2 separate regions of the Hordeum vulgare genome follow, and region 2 is linked to region 1. The links are chromatin contacts, called in public Hi-C maps. All regions are on one chromosome and are shown on one strand. The core of a region is the stretch at or near the end of the contact, and the rest is flanking DNA. Distances in the headings are between cores, read along the strand shown. Region 1 holds the start of LOC123407722. Region 2 holds the start of LOC123410396 (NEP1-interacting protein-like 1).

The links. Hi-C and Micro-C count contacts between places; a contact is called where the count stands out from the background.
Region 2: a Hi-C map of seedling shows a contact between it and region 1, with 5 times the contacts expected there. The contact joins the promoter of LOC123410396 here to the promoter of LOC123407722 in region 1. A contact is called at or near these places in 1 of 6 Hi-C or Micro-C datasets (seedling) and 1 of 1 datasets of contacts at active chromatin or transcription factors (embryo).

What each region holds. Positions count from the first base shown.
Region 1 is chr7H:240,072,531-240,076,669 of MorexV3_pseudomolecules_assembly, forward strand. It overlaps LOC123407722, which reads right to left and starts at 1,376. Exons shown (of 2, transcript XM_045100917.1): 1 at 653-1,376. The coding sequence starts at 1,248. It overlaps LOC123407723 (a long non-coding RNA gene), which reads right to left and starts at 143. Exons shown (of 2, transcript XR_006612664.1): 1 at 1-143.
Region 2 is chr7H:240,308,120-240,312,509 of MorexV3_pseudomolecules_assembly, forward strand. It overlaps LOC123410396 (NEP1-interacting protein-like 1), which reads right to left and starts at 1,374. Exons shown (of 3, transcript XM_045103333.1): 1 at 1,019-1,374; 2 at 722-900; 3 at 1-630. The coding sequence starts at 1,187. The coding sequence ends at 247.

The sequences.
Region 1 (4,139 bases), core at 126-2,625:
TGATGTGTTCCGTATCCCCGTATGTGTACCCCTGCCTTTCCATCCCCGTGTCCGTGCTTTTTAGACCTCTATTGTCGCACAGCCCACTGCTCCTCAGCTAGCAGTAGGCGGTTACCGCCCTGGCTAGATCCATCCAGCCTATGTTGTACCTCTGCCGCGTTGAACCATCTCCTTAGCTCCTCGATGGAGAACATAGAGTGGTCGATTGGGGTCTGTGTAGAGAGCGACATGCGAGTAGTGCGGCGAGACAGCCCAGAGAAATTTCTCTGAGGCTTCTTCCTGCAGTTCATCACCAAGTACTGCTAGATTGTTCATAATTCCATTAAGCCATAGAGCAAAATCATCGAAGAAGCTGCGGAAGTTTGAGTAGTGTGTAACTAGTCAACGGTATGAATCAGAAAAGCTCATCCGAGTGCATAACTCAATATGATGGCAACATAGTAAGGAAGTAAGTGCACAGGTATTTGGCACTGCCTCTACCATTACCATCTTGATTTCCTCTAGACTAATGAAGGCCAGAATTGTTCTCTGACGGTAGAAAAGCATAGAAATTCTCCTCTTTCGCATTGACAGAAAGAATGACATTGTCTTAATGAAACGAGCTGTGCATAATGACTTGATCAAGAAATATAGAGAGATCCAGAGCCCTCACCTAGCAGGTTTCTCGGTAGCCAGCCGCATCCCGTTCCACGGGAAGTTTGCCCCCTTTTCGTCAGCTTGTTCATTCGGCCTGGCACGACGTCCCCTCCTCTTATTCCCCAGCCTCCCAGGGTTCCCATACACGACCTTGCCGCATCCGGCCCTGGAGAAGCCCTCCCTCTCGTCCTCCATCCAATGTTTCCCCTTCCCCTCCCTCTCCCCCTCAACCTCTGCCCCTTCCACAACCTTCCTCCTCGCCGCGGCTGCGCTGGCCATCCGCTCCCTCTGCCCGAGGATCGCGCCGATGGGGAAGATGTCGGGGGAAACGGAGAGCGGGGCCTGAAGAGTGACGTAGGCCTTCTTGTAGTCTGGCTTGGCGGCGAGGAAGGATCCCCGGCGGATCTTCTTGCCATCCATGTTGAGGGTGCGGACTTCGGCGACGGAGAAGCCGTACATGGACTCGAGACAGCGGCGGATGTCGACCTTGGAGGCGGAAGGGACGGTCCTGACAGCGAACTCCTGGACGGAGGATAGGGGGGACGGGGGGAGCATGAGCTTGATGGGGAGGTTGGCGAAGTGGAGCACGCGGCGGCCCAGCCTGCTACCCATGGCTGGATGCGGCGGCGAAGGGTGAAGGGTGGTAGGCGGAGGAGGACGTAGGGTTTAGACTTCAGAGAGTGAAAAATGGTTCGGGTTCTGCGGCTCAGGCGATGGACTCGGGAGTCGGGACAAGAGAAACTATTGGGCTTGGTTCGGCTGTAGCGACCAAAAATGAGACAGAGGAAACCTCGCATGAAGGGAGGCACGAGATGAGCCGGCCCAGGCGCACGGGAGGCCACAGCCTTGTTTCTTTGTTTTCCTTTCACGTTTTCTATTTTTATTTTCTACTTTATTTTTATTTATTTTTCGAAATACGCATGAGTGTGCGTACTATTTACTTTATTTTATAATAAGATGGCTGATCTATTTATTTCATATTTTTTTATACTCTCAAATACTATAAGACAAATATTTAAAAAAAATTACGTAAAAACATATGAAACTATGTTAATCAAATAATTAAAAAGTGTTAAATATGTGTAGAGAAAATATTTCTTATGTATACAAAAATCTAATGTGTATGTAAAAAATTGATCATGTATTTAAAAAATATAATCAAGCATTTAAAAAATGTTAAAATTATCTGAAAAACATTTGAAATATATGAATGTGTAAACGAAAAAATTTACCATCTATTAAAAATATATTAATCAATAATAAGAAAAATTTAAAATATGTGTAGAAGAATATTGACCATGTATTCAAAAATATATATTTGGAAAATGTTACTCCATTCACATATATAGGGCCTAATACGATTTTTGAGGTTGCCTTTGACCATTGACAAAATTAACAATGCATGAGATGTACGATATCGAAATTATTTCCTCCCTTTCATAATATAAGAGTATCTTTTACACTGGTATAGTGTAAAAAACACTCTTACAATATAAGACGTAGGGAATATATCATTAGAAACTCCTTTTACATGCAAATCTAATTACATGCTTTATGTAACACGCATGTCATATATTATTCCTCTAACCTATACCTGGCCATTCATCGGACCAGGCCGAGCTTGCCCAAAGTAGAAACCCCAGGCCCGGGCCTAACCCGGCCCGATTGCCATGCGTAGAAAAATGATCTACCACTCAAATGTAATGTTAGCGCCATTTAAAAGATGTTCCCATGTTTCAAAACAATACTTATGATATTTTTCTCAAAACAAATATACAATTTAGTTTTTTTGGACTTGTGAGTTTAAAAGATGTTTTATATCATTCAATAAAATGTACTCCCTCCGTCGCAAAATTCTTGTCTTAGGTTTATCTGAAAATGGATGTATCAAAATACTAAAACGTGACTACATACATTTATATCTACACAAATGAAAGACAAGAATTTTAGGAAGGAGGGAGTATGTTGCAGTTAAAAAATGTTGACACATTTCAAAAATATGATTATGGCATTTAAAACAAATGCTAATATAATGTAAAATATTGTTTGCATAATGTAAAAAAATCCTGCCACTAAAATAATGTTGAATGTATTCTAAAATGTTTAACCCTTATTCAAAAACAATATCTAAACATGTATTTAAAAATGTTCAACGTGAACCTAAAAATGTTAAACATGTATATGACAAATTTACGTATTTTGAAGAATTAACAAGTATTTGAAAAAGGAAACAAAAATAAATGTAAAAACCCAAAAGTCGATAACACATATAAAAGAAAAGAACCATAGGGGCCATCACAGGCAAGGGGAAGTGGTGAGGTCACCGGCAGAAGGACAGGGAAATAAGATCGCTCCTGGGTCCCCTCTTTCCTTCCGCGGAGAGTTCGAGCGCATGGGTGTGCCAGCCTAATTTTTTAGAACCGCCACACACCAAGTTTTATCCTCAATAATGGGAAAAACAATTCTATAGATTAAATCCAGGTCATTAGCCCGTACAATCTTATGCCCAACCGCATGTCCAATTCCGTGTGCGAGGCAGGGCTACTATAGCCATCATTAGAATGAGCAATACCCTTAATCCTTCCATGCCTAGGTGTTTGATGCGACACTTGTCTTTTTTTAATAAAAATACCCAAAGGGCATCTGAAAGGATCGATATGGTTGACTAGAGGGGGGGTGAATAGGCAACTACCAATTTTTAGCTTTTCTTAACAAGTTACAATTAATTAACAAATGGTTCTCTAGATGAACGACTAGGTGAGCAACCTATATGATGCAATCAACTATAACAACAATAAGGACAAATGCAATACACCACAATACAAGGAATATAAAGTAAAGGTAAGAGATAACCGCAAGTGGAACCAATGGAGACGAGGATGTGTTACCGAAGTTCCTTCCCTTTGACAGGAAGTACGTCTTCATTGGAGTGGTGTGGAGGCACAATGCTCCCCAAGAAGTCACTAGAACCACCGTATTCTCCTCACGCCCTCACACAATGCGAGAAGCCGTGATTCCACTATTAGTGCCCTTGAAGGCGGCGACCGAACCTTTACAAACAAGGTTGGGGCAATCTCCACACAATGCTCGAAGGCTCCCAACAAGACCACGGAGCTTCACCACAATGGAATGTGGCTCTGAGGTGACCTCAACCGTCTAGGGTGCTCAAACACCCAAGAGTAACAAGATCCGCAAGGGATTAGTGGGGGAATCAAATTTTTCTTGGTGGAAGTATAGATCTAGGCCTTCTCCACCAATCCCTAGAAAATCAACAACTTTGATTGGCTAGGGAGAGAGATCGGGCACTTATGAGCTTAGGGAGCAACAATGGAGTCTTGGAGGGTCAAAGGTATGTTTCTTGAGAAAGAAGAACCCTTTATATAGTGAGGGAACCAATCCAACCGTTACCCTCACTCACAGCACGAGACCAGCGGTACTACTGCTGGCTTAGCGGTACTACTGCTCGGGCCAGAGCGGTACTACCGCCGAGCCCATGGTAGCGC
Region 2 (4,390 bases), core at 124-2,623, 240 kb after region 1:
TACACACGTTCACAACCAGCCTTATGAAGGCAACGAACCAAGTCACGAAAGAACGTACTTGTCGGCATACATATCATGTAATGTCAGTCTCAACCCAGCTAGCTAACTACAAGAGATTAACGAACTTTCCGTATGTGCGTGCGCGTGCCGTATACGTGCTAGCGCCACACACGCACGTAACACGTGTGTGTATACGCTGGCTATGCACACATTGACATGGATCCTAAGGAGCCGGACACGCCAAGCCTAGACGGCGCGGCGGCACAGCGGGCACGACGCATGCCGGCACAGCCACCCGTCTATGCACGACAGGTGGAACGTGTGGCGGCACTCCGGCAGGCTCCGCGCCGCCTCGCCGGCCTCGAACTCCTGGAGGCACACGGAGCAGCCGCCGTTCTGCACGGCGGCCTGCTGCTCGGTGATGGTCGTCGCGGGGAGCTCTGCGATGGCGTCTGCAGCCATGCCTTTGAAGGAGGCGGATCCCATGTCAAACATCTCGGAGAGCGTCGGCGGTCCGTCGCTGAATCCGTCGCCCGCGGCGTTCATCTGGCTGTCGACGGCGTTCTGCACTGCCGGGTCCACCTTTTCACGCACCAGACGGCCCGTCAGGAGGCTCCAGATCACGTCAAGCTGAAACCAATTAATCATCATCAGTAACCAATTGCTCCAGTAAGTCAGTCAGGTGTGTAGTTTGTTAGTTGGTCAGGTTTGTATCACGTACCACGTATAGGACGCTCCAGATGGCGGACTCGTCGGAGCGCCACATGGCCATGGACCTGTCGACAACCTCCATGGCCACCACGGCGCCGGAGATGGCACCGATGCCCGCGCCGCGAACGAGGCCGCTCTCCGTCGCCAGCCCAATCATCCCACCCGTGATGGCTCCCAGAATCGTGCCCACTGCAGCAGCAACAACAACACAAGTCGATCAGGAACAGTCGCACGATGTGGATGCCGCCATGCATGTGCACCGTGAAATGAAAGGAAGAAGAAACATGCATGCATGTATGCAACTGACCTGTGGCGAAGATGAAGGTGATCACGCCGCGGACGATCGAGCCGGCCACCCGAGCCGGCAGGCTGGATATGCGCCCCTCGGCCGCGTCCTCCTGGTCCTGGCCCCACAAGAATTCCTCCTGGCCCGAGAAGAATGTTGCTGTGTCGCCGCGAGCCATCGCTGCCTCCATGGTTGCCGCCGCCGGATTACCTTCTCGCTGCGCCCTGCGGATCGATCGGGTGTCGGACAACAAATTGAATCAGAATCAGATGAGGTGAATATATTGCCGCCGCTGGATGATCAGAGGTGTAGAGCTGAATGAAAGAACGAGGAAGGCTTATGTTGGTGAGATCAAAGATTTTGTAGATGATGTAGGAGGGGGGCAGCTCTTATTATATACTAGTGGTACTACTCGTACGCGCTGATTAATTAGCCCAAGACTCGTGGCTGGCCGAAAAATGGATTAGCCAGCTAACTGGAGGGAGGACATGTTGCGTGCACATGGCTTGCCAGCTCACCGTCCGCGACCACTGATTTTTCATTATGCAGACAACCTAGGCCAATCACACGTGTCAGATATCCCACGTGGCGCACGAACTAGCTCGGCGTAGCAGCCTACGTGGCGGAGAGAGTCCAGGGGAAAGAGAAAATAGAGAGGCGGGAAACAAGGCAATCATTCATAAATGCTAACGGACCGAGCCCATCCGGCACGCCGGTGATGGCAACGTGCCAGTTGCCCCCGCCTTCACCCGCTCCATCTCTTAACGGCTAAGCTTCCCTCTTCGGGCACTACTCAACGCAACAGCTGCTTCCAAGCCAACTCCGAAACTTCTCCTCACTCCATGACTGCGTGACGGGTGCAGCCGTACGTGTTACGGACCAAGAGAGAGGGGGAGAAATATGTGTTTGCTTTTCTCTCTCACCGAACGCGCGGAGTCATCTTGGAAAATAAAACGTGCTTTGTTAGTAATCAGATGATAAATGTCACACGTGTGACAGGAAGTATTCTCGCACTAGTGATTTTCAAAACTAAAGTTACCATAAAAAAGAAAATGAAAACTGAAACTTGCCCATGAACAAAATATTATCGACAACTAAAATTGTCATCCTCATGTCACCAAATTTGTCATAAAAAACGTTTTATCATGTGTTTGTGTCACGATTTGTTAGTAGTATTAGGCATTTCCAATGCATCATATCTTAACCTATGTCATATATACAATAAATATCTTAACCTAAATACTTCCTTCGTCACGGTTTAGAAGACGTGCATGCAAATTCTTTAAGACCTAGGTGGTTATTGATTAGCTGTGAAATGAGTTAAAAAATAAAATTCACACTACGCATGCATATAAAAGTAGTACAACAGAGCACTAATTAGCTACTAGGAGTAAATGTAACGTGCCTTAATCTTTGTCTATTTAGGAAACGCACACAAGTCTAACTGTGCCTTCTAAACCGTGACGGAGGGAGTACAATATAGTCCTTCTAAAGATTTCAATACGGATTACGAAACAAAATAAGTGAATCGACATTTTAATATATGTCTATATATGCGGATATTCAATTTGGCTCCAGGAAGCATATGCTCCTGCGTGTTAAAAATGTATTTTACAAATGTTATTTAAAAGAAAAAAAAATATATGTGTTTGTTGTAACACTCAAAAGGCACATGCAAATTTACAGGTGAAAAACTTAAGTGTTTTGGTCTGTGCAAAATGAGCAAATCGAACATGAAATGTTACCTCCAAATGTTACATTTAATTTTATTTTTTTCACCAACGAAGCACTGCTATATCATATGGCATGAAAATTGGCAAGCACACTTGCCACACTAATATGAACATTTACAAAAAAAATGCAGAATTTTTAAAACTTATTCACTATTTATTTTAATTTTACTGTTTATTACGGAGCATATGCTCCCCAGAGCCAAAAATCCACGTCCCTATATATGTCCGTACATAGTCCGTGTAGAAATCTCTACAAGGGATTATATTTTCAAATAGAGGGAATATTTAGATCAAACTTACACAATGGGTTATATTTGACTCGCTTCTGTGCTGTTAATTGTTGCTAGGTGGTCTACGGACCTGAATGCGTTTTCTTCACTTTTGATGTTTAGTACCATAATAGTGATGAATAAATCAAAAGCTTTTTCACACAGAAATGTGTTTTGTGAGAGAAGCTAGGTTGTCTTGCTTCCTGTAAAAAAATCTAAATCTAGATTAAGATAGAGTAAAACTATATTTCCTTTAATATGCCACCACATCATTTTTTTGTTTGGGTGGCAATCTTTAGATATAAGTGCACCATGAAGCACTAGGACTGCCCTTATGTAGGTCAATTTATATAAAGCCAATAGAGTCGGCTTATGGACCATATTTTTATTGTTATGTCGATGTAAATCAATAAAATAGCATACTGTTTTATGTGTTACCTATAATAATATGAATAATGATAACTTGCTGCCGCCAACAAGTATAACAAATTTGTTTGAGAATTGATTGGTTTGTATTCCTCACAAACTTACGGGACACCTCTAAGGGAGAGTTTGTGTCTTACTATGCTTGATTTGGGATTGCGAAAATGAGAGTGTTTTTTAACACATTAATACTCTAATAGATTTATACATTATTTCAGTCTAGTGAATCCTTATGTAGTGGCTCCTGCTAGTCCCCGCTAGGGTTCCTCCCTGCCTCCACCCCGTCGTCGCCGACCGCCCTCACCCTCCAATCGCCGACAGCGCTCTGCCGGCGCCCCGTCCCCCTCCCTTCCCCAGATCCCGCCCTAGCGCCGCTTCCCAAGGAGGCGGCTGTGGAGGCCCGAGCTCCTCCCCCGTCGCCCCCTCTCCTCCCCCCCCCCCCCCCCCGTCGCCACCGGCGGGTGCCCCCGGCCCTCGCCCGGCTGGTGTCAGCGGTGACGGGATCTCCTTTCCCCGCGCTTGTGCTTCCCCTTCCCTGGGCAAGGGGTGGCGGTGGTGTAGCTCGGCTTGGCGGTGGCCGGCGGCGGGTGAGGTGGTGGCGCTGCTCCTTGGTGGCGGGCGGCGTGATAGCGCGGGGTGACCGACGGCGCGCCCCCGGCCCGGATCTGGCCCTGCGGGCCCTATCTGGGTCCTAGCGGGCTGGCATCCAGCGTGGCTTCGATGTCCTCTGCGTGGTGGGGAGGAGGATCAGCTTGGACGGGGGGCGGCGACGCCAAGGACCTACCTGTTGCAGCGTGATGGCGGGAGATTTACGTGCTTTGAGGTCCCGGCCGGGCCTGGTATGCTCCTGCTATTGCGTTCGGTCGGCTACCGTCGTTGACGATGGAGGTTGAGCCCTCCCGCGTGCCAATGATGCTGCTTTTCCTAGTACCTGCTCCTTTTCATCGCTGTGCAGGACTTTCCTTGCG